3 separate regions of the Sus scrofa genome follow, and all the other regions are linked to region 2. The links are chromatin contacts, called in public Hi-C maps. All regions are on one chromosome and are shown on one strand. The core of a region is the stretch at or near the end of the contact, and the rest is flanking DNA. Distances in the headings are between cores, read along the strand shown. Region 1 has its middle 430 kb from the start of MYC. Region 2 has its middle 280 kb from the start of MYC. Region 3 has its middle 110 kb from the start of MYC.

What was found. A called contact is a pair of places that touch in the nucleus more often than the background predicts.
Region 1: a contact with region 2 is called in a Hi-C map of subcutaneous adipose tissue, with 2.1 times the contacts expected there. A contact is called at or near these places in 5 of 47 Hi-C or Micro-C datasets (adipocytes, fibroblasts, heart right ventricle and 2 more).
Region 3: a Hi-C map of embryonic fibroblasts shows a contact between it and region 2, with 3 times the contacts expected there. A contact is called at or near these places in 3 of 47 Hi-C or Micro-C datasets (embryonic fibroblasts and fibroblasts).

The regions. Positions count from the first base shown.
Region 1 is chr4:12,884,121-12,887,659 of Sscrofa11.1, reverse strand. No RefSeq gene overlaps it. Among named protein-coding and RNA genes, the nearest start is that of MYC, 430 kb to the right of the region's middle.
Region 2 is chr4:12,743,281-12,746,607 of Sscrofa11.1, reverse strand. No RefSeq gene overlaps it. Among named protein-coding and RNA genes, the nearest start is that of MYC, 280 kb to the right of the region's middle.
Region 3 is chr4:12,565,073-12,568,631 of Sscrofa11.1, reverse strand. No RefSeq gene overlaps it. Among named protein-coding and RNA genes, the nearest start is that of MYC, 110 kb to the right of the region's middle.

The sequences.
Region 1 (3,539 bases), core at 685-3,184, 140 kb before region 2:
CAGTGGGAAGAAGATAGAAAAATTCTGTTTCTTCAGTTATGCATATATGCACTCTTCCCTCCAGAGCTCTGGGTTTCATACCGGCCCTCGTGTCCTTGTTACATTCAGGAGCGCAGCTCTGTGGAACCTGTTAGTGGAAAATAGATTTGAACTTCTCTCCAGTGGTGGTGGAGCCAGACACAAGATCAGCTTTCCTGCTCTGAGTGGCTTAAGGAGGCTCTGAGAAGCCAGAAGATTGTCAAGGCCACAGACGCTGAGAAAACCAACTGCACACTCCTTGAGGCACGAAAGGACTTTAGCCATAAGCGTGTACAAGAGGTGGGAAAGTGGCCTCTTCTAGAAAAGTCTCAGCTTCAGCTACTTCATTTCACACTACGCAGTGCCAGGCAAAGCTCCGTGTAGGTTCTCCATTAATCACTGTCATGTAAATCACAGGAAAAAAGCTATGAGGAGCATCCACTAGCTGTATCTATTGATACAAACTCCTTATACAGCCTTCCACTGATCAGTCCCGGCATACTTTTCCAAAGCTTGTCTCCCCTTTACTCATCAGCAGTGTAGCTGCCAGAATGTTCACAGTTCCCCAGAAGCTGTATTCCGTCATGCTTCTCTCATTTACATTCTCCATCCTTCCCTAGACACCACTGTCTTCCTAAATATCACACCTGACTATGTCGCATGCATGCACACACCCCACATTAATCGGAATCTCCACCTGTGGGTGTAGAATGGAATCCAAGCCCATTAACCTGGCATAAAAGACCCTTCTCAATCCAGTTTCAACCTGCTCCCCCAGAATCATCTCCACTCTCCTCTTCATCTTCTCCCTTCCCTGATGTCACCACAAAATCATCTTATATTTGTCACCATTCCCAGGGGATACCAAACTGAACGCTGTACCTTTGTGAACTAAGGCTTCTCCACCTGATGTTGTCATCTCCTCTGTCTCTGCCGAGAAGATTCCTTCCCACCTTCCATCAGGTAGTCCTCATAGCTCTTCTGAGAAGCCCTTTCCAACGCCCCAAGATGGAGTCTTCCAAGAAAAAGCAGCTTTCTTAATTCACACATCTCACTACTACACTGAAATAGCTTAACTGCCCATCTCCTTATGAATCTGTGTATTTCTAGAAGACAGGGATCATTTTCTATTTCTGATTCTCCAGCACCTAACCCAATGCATCTCATATTGAGTTGCTTAGTACATATTTGTAGAATAAATAGTAAGTGCACTGGGTGACCTGGCATTTGGTGATGATATTGGCGGTCCTGCAAAGGCTGCTTGTGATCAAACAGGCTCCCCTGCATTTCTGAAAGCCCTACCATCAGCTTTGAGACCACCCCCCTCTCCTCTGAATATCTTGGTCTTCCAAAGACAGCAAGGCCTGAGGGAGCAGAAAGCAGGAGGTGTGAGCTTCAGGATTCACCAGGATCTCACGCTTGCTTAGAACAGTAGAGGACGCCAATGGGAGGCTAATAGGTATTGAAATCATCACCTACTTTTGTGAACACGGTAGATCTGAATAAAATGCTCTGTGAATTGTAACTCATTAAAGCTTGAGTCCTAACTCCATAAAGCACACTTATAGAATGCCAAGGCCAGAAAGACCTCCATAGCAACCACTCTATTGCAGAGGCAAGAACACTGAGACCCAGAGATCGAAAGAAACAGGAACAAGAATAGAAACAATAAATTCACAGCCACAGACTGGTAGAAAACAGTTCCTAGTAGAAGGAAGGGGTGTCTATTTAAAGTGCCAGCTTCTCTCTGCTTATCTGAGAAGCACTCAGGCCACTCAGCTCTGCACTCGATCCCAGATCCCCTTGCAGGGCACAGCAGATCTGGGAAGCTGCCATGGACCTTGGCAGCTCTCACGGTGCTTGCAGAACATTGACATTTGTCTTGGGGGTGACTAAGAGAGAAGATTTGCCTTGGTTAGAAATTAGTCAGATGGCATTTCCTTCGGCTTTGCTTTCATTTCACAGTGAAAGGTTGAAGTGCATGAAGCTTTTGGTTTTCCTGTCAGATTATTTCATTAATGATCTCTAGTTATTGCATAGTTTCTAGATGCCTAGGGCATGAGAACTTGATAATGAAGGATGCCCCCAAACTCCAGGAGAGGTTGGCAGATGCTAACGAGGGGGCCTCAGGAGAACTCATGCCAAGCCCTATACCTTGATTTTCTCACTTGTAAAATGAAGGGTTTTGACCAGGTAGCTCTGAGTCTCCTTCTTGCTCTGAGAGTCCTTGTGCCTCCAAGGCCACTGATGAACTGTCATTCACTTAGCACATTTTGCTCTTGCTTCTTGTGTGCTGGGCTCTATGGTTGGCCCTAAGAAGGGAATGACGCCAAAATGAACTTGATTCCTGCCATCATGGAGCTCCAGGTCTGGTAGAGAAGAGCCCAACAATAAACCACTGGAAAACACACATAACAATTGTCACCCATCCTCAAAGCAGTAAGAAGGATCTGAGTATTTGGTTCCATAGTATAAGGAAGTACATGGCGGGGGAGGGTGCTCATTTTATTTTATTTTATTTTTTGTCTTTTTGCTATTTCTTTTTTTTTTTTTTTTGTCTTTTTGCTATTTCTTGGGCCGCTCCCGCGGCATATGGAGGTTCCCAGGCTAGGGGTCGAATCAGAGCTGTAGCCACTGGCCTACACCAGAGCCACAGCAACGCGGGATCCAAGCCGCGTCTGCAACCTACACCACAGCTCACGGCAACGCCGGATCGTTAACCCACTGAGCAAGGGCAGGGACCGAACCCGCAACCTCGTGGTTCCTAGTCGGATTCGTTAACCACTGCGCCACGACGGGAACTCCCGGGTGCTCATTTTAGATGGAAGGTCTTCTCTGGGAGGGGGCTTCTAAGCTGAGACTTAAAGGCTTTACAAAGCTAGCAACTAGAAACATTAAGGCTTGAGCTTTCCAGGCAGAGAGAACAGAATGAGTAAGAGGCTGAAGGGGAAAAAAGGGTAATTTGGTCTGTTGGAGAAACTGAAAGAAGATGAGTGTGATCATAGGGCAGTGAGCCAGGCAACAGAAGGGGACTGTTCCAAATGGGTGAGAAGGGGCGGGAAGCATGAAAAGGTCAAAATGTAGGTTTCAGTATCACTGCAAGGGAGTTCATTAAGTGAGAAGGTAACACTTTGGTTTACATTTTAACTCTGATGACTCTTTGGGGAATAACCTGAAGTGGGGCCAGCACAGGAGGTGAGAGCTAATTCTGGGGGTTGTTGAAGTACACCTGGTAAGAAATGACTGTGGTCAAGCTGACGTGGTACATGAGTTCGAGTGCTGTTTTGGAGAAGGCACTGGCAGGACCTCTAGATGGACTGGCATTTGGTAATCCTTTGGGCGGGGGTGGGGGGTCATGGAGTTAGGAGCTAAGTACAAGGAATGTACAGAAGTGAAGAGGGTGTGGTGCCATGTCAGACCCTTAGGAGCTCATCCTTCACATAATTGCCGCAGAATGCAGGTGAGCAAGAGTGACAATAGTTTCAACAGCGGTCTCCGGTACGACAGAGTTGCAATGGCTA
Region 2 (3,327 bases), core at 533-3,032:
CCAAGGCAGAGGAATAAGAGTTGAATTATTAAATCAGTGATGAGTACTATTCATTTAAGATGCCTCTGTCTTCCCTTCCGGTGGTTCTCACTAGTTGTGCGTAAAAAATCATCTGTGGCTCTAAAACAAACCCCCAAATAACAAAAGTCCTGAGCCTCATCCAGACCTGTGAATCAGAAGCATGAGAGGGTAAGCGGGACACTTTTTAAAGATCCACAGGTAACTCTGATCATCTGTCAGCATGAATTACCTCTCTCAGGTTTCAAGAGACCACGGTGAAAGAAAAACCTCACTCTTTTGCAATTATGGGTGATCTTATTAGCACATACTTACAATATTTCTATTGAAGAAGTGACTGGAAATATCAGCTAATATTGTCTGTCCCAGTTTCTGAATGAACATATTTGTGCAATTAGACAGAAACCTCATAAGAAGATAGCATTCAGTTTGCAGAGATTCACTTTCCAGGCATCTTTTCACCATGGATCCTATTCTGCAAAAGACATTGACCTCACAAGAAACAGTCGCAGCCAGGTTCTCACTGTGCTGAATTTCCTCAAGTGCACCCCTTAAGTGGGCCACAGCTGCAGCCAGCAGATTTTGCACTTCTCTCGTTCCTGCTGAGGATGAAATAAATGTGCTGAGGCCAATAACCTGGTGAATAATTCATTTTTCCAAAGAACAATTTGTAAGCCTTGGGATTGCTTTTTGCCAAAATAAAGCGCAAATTTAAAAGATAGTAATACTTTCTGCATCTGTATAACCTTTTATAAGTTTCTAACCATTCCCTTAACAATGAGGCCGTTGACCGAAGCTAAGACTTGTTACAAGATTACAGTGTGCCAGGTTTTGTGCTAAGTGCTTCAACGTAAATCATCTCATTTAATTTTCGGAACGCTCTGATGTGGGTATTATTTTCATCTCTTTCTTCCCGAGGAAGAAATTGAGACAGAAGTTAAGTAAGTTTCCCAGGGCCGCACAGAATTAGAATCTACGTCATGGTCACCACGCTAGACTGCCTCCCATTTCCCATATGTTCCTATATTTCTATCAGTCTGTCTCTCCAGCTACTGTAAGGCAATAGCTAGAGTAATAGATAGAGATAGAGAAAGATTTGATCATCGCAAAACCCGGATGGTAAAGAGAATAAAATATTATGGTCCCCACCTTCCGATGAGAGACCTTAAGCTGCAGAGTTAAAACCACCTGCCCAAGGTAACACATTAGAGAGGCAAAATCCATTTTCTGCCCGGAATCATGTGATCTTCCCACAGCCCCGAGGCAACTCTGGCCGAGCCAAAGGGATTTCTCTAAATCTTGCCTTGCAGTGTGACTGGGGGTGGGGTGGGGGGTGGGGGGATGGGATGCAGCAATAGGCAGAGCCCAAGGACGCCACTCTCAGCCAAGAAGAATTCTTTATCAAATCCCCATCAGCCCGAAGACCAGATCATACCAAGATTTTGCAATATGAACATAATGTTCCCTACTATCCGGGATCTAATCCTTTTCCAACGGGGAGCACATTTGCAAACAATGGCTCCTAACCCATCAGGAACAGGATCCAACTCTTACCCCACACACCAGGACCTTTACACCACGTTGGAGGCAACAGCCCTGAGGTTAAAGGGCTGTTCCGTGTCTAACCACTGAAGTCTTGCTTGAAGGAAGGTTTCCCAAAATGAACCCCCAAAGAAACTGAAAATGGCATGAACGTACATCCTGTTACTCAACACCCCCTGGGTTTCATAACGTGAAGTCAGGAAGAAAAGGTGCCAACATTCCTGAATGTTAGAATCATTAAGGAGCAAGCTTGAATGTTCCCACACTTGAAAGCTAAAGAGATGGGGTTATTTGCTCTCCTCCTCACTTATGGAATCGCTGCAAAACCATATGGGCTGAATTAGGCATCCGACGTGAATGCTCCCTTTCCCATTCCCTTTGGGGGGCCTTGGGGCTCATCCCAGGCAACTGGCTTTAAAGACGAGGATATCCTATTTGGAAATATAACCATGAGTCCTGCTATTAATAAGTACTTTCTAACTTCAAAGCATTTTAATAACTGTTGCCCTAATGAAGTCTCAGAACCTCCCAGAGAAGAGGCAGGCTTCATTGTTTCTGCCTTGCACATGGATAAACTGAGGCAAAGCCCTATGGAATATGAAACCATAGTCCACCTAGTGGAACCACTAGAGTATTTAATAAGTTTTATGCTGAAGTAAAATGTCAAAGTTGAATGTTTTTCTCTTACCATTTGGTGAAAGCAAAAAGGGCATTTGAGACCATGTGTTATGATCAGGAAAAGCACTGTGCCGTCCTGACCTCAGGCTTTAACTCCTCTTAGCTTTAGTTTCATCCTCTCACAAATGGAAATAAAAATAGGACCTGCCATAATGTCTGGTTGTTTAAATTAATTAATATTAATTAATTAATTTGCATTAAATTAATGAGTGCATGTTAAACTTTCTGGCACACAAATAAACATTCAATAACATTTAGCAGTTCTTTTTAAACCGGTTCCTTTCCTACAGCCTCCCGTGGATTTACTCATTGATTCGCTAGTATTTATTGACAGTCCCTGAGGGTCCAGAAAGGATACAGCAGACAAGGTCATCCCTACCTATGGAATGACCTAATTCCTACATCCCTACGTATCCTATTTCTTACTATAAATTAATTCATGCACAAGGCAGGTCATTCTCCAGTGGAGATTTTGGTGTGACGTTATCGTTCATGTGGCTAAAAGGTTTCATCAGTTACAGTCCTGACCATACCACCAAAGGTGTGCGGGCTGGGGTAGCTTTGATCAAGGTCAACTAGCAGATGCTGGAGAATTTGAAGACAGTGCTCTGATGTTGGCCTTCTAACTGAGGTGACCAAACAAAGCTTTGTAGAATATGACGCCGGCTTATTTCTGTCTCAGTACGCGCAGTTGGGGAAGTCTGTGTTAGGTTTTTCTTGTTGCAGACACTGTGAAGGACTCTTTGATGGGAAGGAGGAGCACAAGGGAAGATAGAAGCATGCTTCTGGGTGATGGTGACCATTGAGCATCAGCAGTATTTTTAAAAGAAGCAGGATCAGTATGGCATTCCATGGGGAAGGTGCAGAGTTAACCAACACGTGGAGGTTCTGTTCACTAGAGCTTGTTGCTTGAGGATGTCTGTGGTCTCAGCATGTACAACTCTCGTCCTATTCCTTCCTAATTACATTTTAATGTATTTATATAATTTATATATGTGTACATACACACATACACACATATAGACATGCATATTTCTTTCAACAAATGCCTTTGAGTAGTAATAATTAAAGGAGACATTTACTGAGCTT
Region 3 (3,559 bases), core at 937-3,436, 180 kb after region 2:
GCCCAGGCTTGGGAGGAACCTCAATGCTCCAACTCACTTTTAACCACAATAGGTCAACATCAGTGTCACTCAAGGTAGAAGCCCGAGGGCTCTGTTTATGTGACTGATGGACCCAAGACAAAACAAAAACTTCATTCTCACAACTTTCTTGAGAAACACGTGTGAGACAAGGACTCAGAGGCCCAATTTCTAGGGGAAAAAATAGTCCCAGAGGTGAAGTGATGGGCAAAAGGTCACAGAGTCCGCAAGGAGGACCAGTTCTTAGGCTACCTCGTCCATCTATCAGTTGAAAATCTCAAGACCAGGAAGGTGTTTGGGTCACAAATAATGTTCTTGAGGGAAAGGAAAGTGAGGTGATAAACATGAGGTTATGAGAACTAGAGCAATGAGGTCATGTTCAGGTTTTGTTGTTCTTCCTGAACGCCATCTATGGTGAACATCTGCTTTCTTTAATTCCAGAAAACCCTTGTCACGAGAAGAAGTGGTGAAATGTCTGGGGAGGCAGCATGGCCTCATGGAAAGTAAGGAGGGGTTGCAATAAGAAGATCTATGTTTAACTCCCCACTCTCCCTGTCCCTAAATAGAAGGATTTGGACCCATCCTACAGGCTCTGAGAGCTTCATCTCCATCTGTAGGATGGGGGTAATGGAAATGCCTCCCTTCTGGGGTTGTCAGGAGAATCTTGGACGATGTATCTAGAACCCTCGATACATAGTAGGCACTCTATAAATAGCTAATATTGCTCCGATTGGAGGTGTTAGGACAACTGTAAACATAAAACTCTTTAGAAGGAGGTAGAAAGGGTTTGAAAAGACTGGCTTGAGTGTTAGGGAGTTAGGGTTTAAAGGAAGTAAATATTCTTTGAGCACCTGCTGTGTGCCAGGCACAAATGTACTCTCATCTTTTATCTTCCACCCCAGGTACAGTGCCTAGGAAGCTTTCAATAAGTGTGTTATTTATTGTATACATTGAATGCACAAATTGAATGAATCATTGATTCATTCCTATAATCTTCACAGATTTGCCAAATAAATATTATTATTATCACCTTATAAATGAAAAAGGAGATAAGTCTGGTGTGGGGAAACCACTTCTCCAAAGTCACATAGTTAGTGAGTAGAAGAATCAGACAACCAGATAAGGCCTCTTCTGAAAGCATTTTCAGCTAAAACCCAAAAGATGAGAAGGAGGTTGCTCAGGGAAGAGAATTCTCATTCTCGGGAGAGGGAACAGCCCCGGTGAAGGCTGTGAGGTGGGATAGAGACCAGCGTGTTGGAGGAGCAAAGAGAAGGCCAATGTGGCCTGAGCACATAGACCATGGCCCAAGATGGCCTTGCGGGGTGGGGGAGGGGTTGAGCAAGTGGGAGAGTATGAGCTTCAGTCCAGATCTGGGATTTTATTCTAGGCACAAGGGGAAGACTTGGAAGCATTTTAAGCAGAGAAGAGACACAATTCAAATTTCATCTTGCTGCTGTTTAGGGAATGGCCAGGGAGAGAGAGATAGGAGTAACCTCTAAAAGGTTGTCATAGGAAGAAGCCCAGGCAGGAGTTCCCGTCGTGGTGCAGCAGAAACAAATCTGACTAGTGTCCATGAGGATGTGGGTTTGATCCCTGGCCTTGCTCAGTGGGTCAGCAATCCAGCATTGCCGTGAGCTGCGGTGTAGTTCGCAGACGCAGCTCGGACCCTTCATTGCTGTGGCTGTGGTGTAGGCCGGCAGTTGTAGCTCCGATTCAACCCCTAGCCTGGGAACTTCCATATTCCACTAGTGTGGCCCTAAAAAGCAACAACAAGAACAACAAAAAGTCCAGGCAAGCACTGATGTGGTTGGTCCCAGGTTGAGGGTAGTAGAGATGGAATCAAGTGAGCGAGTGGGAAAAGTTTAATTAGTGGACCCAGTAGACCGTGCTGATGGTTGGTGGGGAAAGTTATAGAAAGGGGAAAAATGAAACTGTCTTCTAGCCTAAGCTATTCCTGAGACTTTAAAGTCTAGATAAATGCAGGTAGAGAGAAGATTAAAAGACTAGTTTGGGGCATGTTAAGGTTGAAAGCCTTGTGAGACATCCAAGTGGAGGTGTCAGGATGAGACCTAGGGGCTGGCTGGAGACCTGCCTTAGAAAGTCCTTCCCGTAGGGGTGGTTCTGACAGCTTGGCAGAGTATGACATCACTAAGGTCTGGGCTAGAGTCTGGGTGAGTTCAACAGTGTAAGAAGTGGCCAAACCCTGGGGAACACTAAGATTGAGAGGCTGGGAGGAAGAAGAGAAGAAGGAGGAGAAAGAGAAGAAGCAATTAATCACCAAGGAGGAAAACCAGGATGGGTTTGGGATGTTCCAAAAATCAGTCAGAATGACCATCATTGAAAAGTCTATAAATAATACATGCAGGAGAAGATGTGGAGCAAAGGGAACTCGCCTACACTGTTGGTGGGAATGTAAATTGGTTTAACTACTGTGGAAACCAGTCTGGAGTTTCTTTTTAAAAACTAAAAGTAGGGAGTTCCTGTTTTGTCTCAACAGTAGCAAACCTGACTAGTATCCATGAGGAAATAAGTTTGATCTCTGGCCTCACCCAGTGGGTTAAGGATCCAGCATTGCCGTAAGCTGCAGTGGGGGTGGCAGACATGGCTCAGATCCTGCATTGCTGTGGCTGTGGTGTAGGCCAGCGACTGCAGCTCCGATTTGACCCCTAGCCTGGGAATTTCCATGTGCCACAGGTATGGCCCTAAAAAGACAAAAAAAAAAAAAAAAAAAAAAACACCAAAAAATAGTTACCATATGATTCAACAATCCCATGCCTGGGCATATATCCAGAAAAGATGGAAACTCTGACTAGAAATGATACATGCACCCCAGTGTTCATTGTAGCACTATTTATAGCAGTCAAGATATAGAAGCAACCTAAATGTGTACACACACACACACACACACACACACACACACACACACCAGGGAAATAGATATTTCCAGGTAATATAATGAAATATTATATTCCAGGTAATACAACGGAATATTTCCCAGTCATAAAAAAGAATGAAATATTGCCATTTACAGCAACATGGATGGACCTAGAGATTGTCCTGCTAAGTGAAGTAAGTCACACAAAGAAAGACAAATATCATGTGATCTCATTTACGTGTGCAATCTAAAATAATAATACATGAGTTCCCATTGTGGCTCAGCAGAAACATACCTGACTAATATCCATGAGGACCCAAGTTCGATTTGTGACGGGTTAAGTATCCCATGTTTCTGTGAGCTGTGGTATAGGTCATAGATTTGGCTCAGATCTGACATTGCTGTGGCTGTGGCGTATTAGGCTGGCAGCTGCAGCTCCAATTCGACCCCTAGCCTGGGAACCTCCATATGCTGTGGGTGCGGCCCTAAAAAGAAAAAAAAAGTTAAAAAAATAATACAAATGAACTTATTTACAAAACAGAAACAGGACTCACAGATATAGAAAACAAACTTATGGTTACCAAAGGGGAAAGCATGGAGGAATAAATGAGGAGTATGAGATTAACAAGAGAAAAAGAAGGAATGGAATGAGGAGAAGAAACTGGC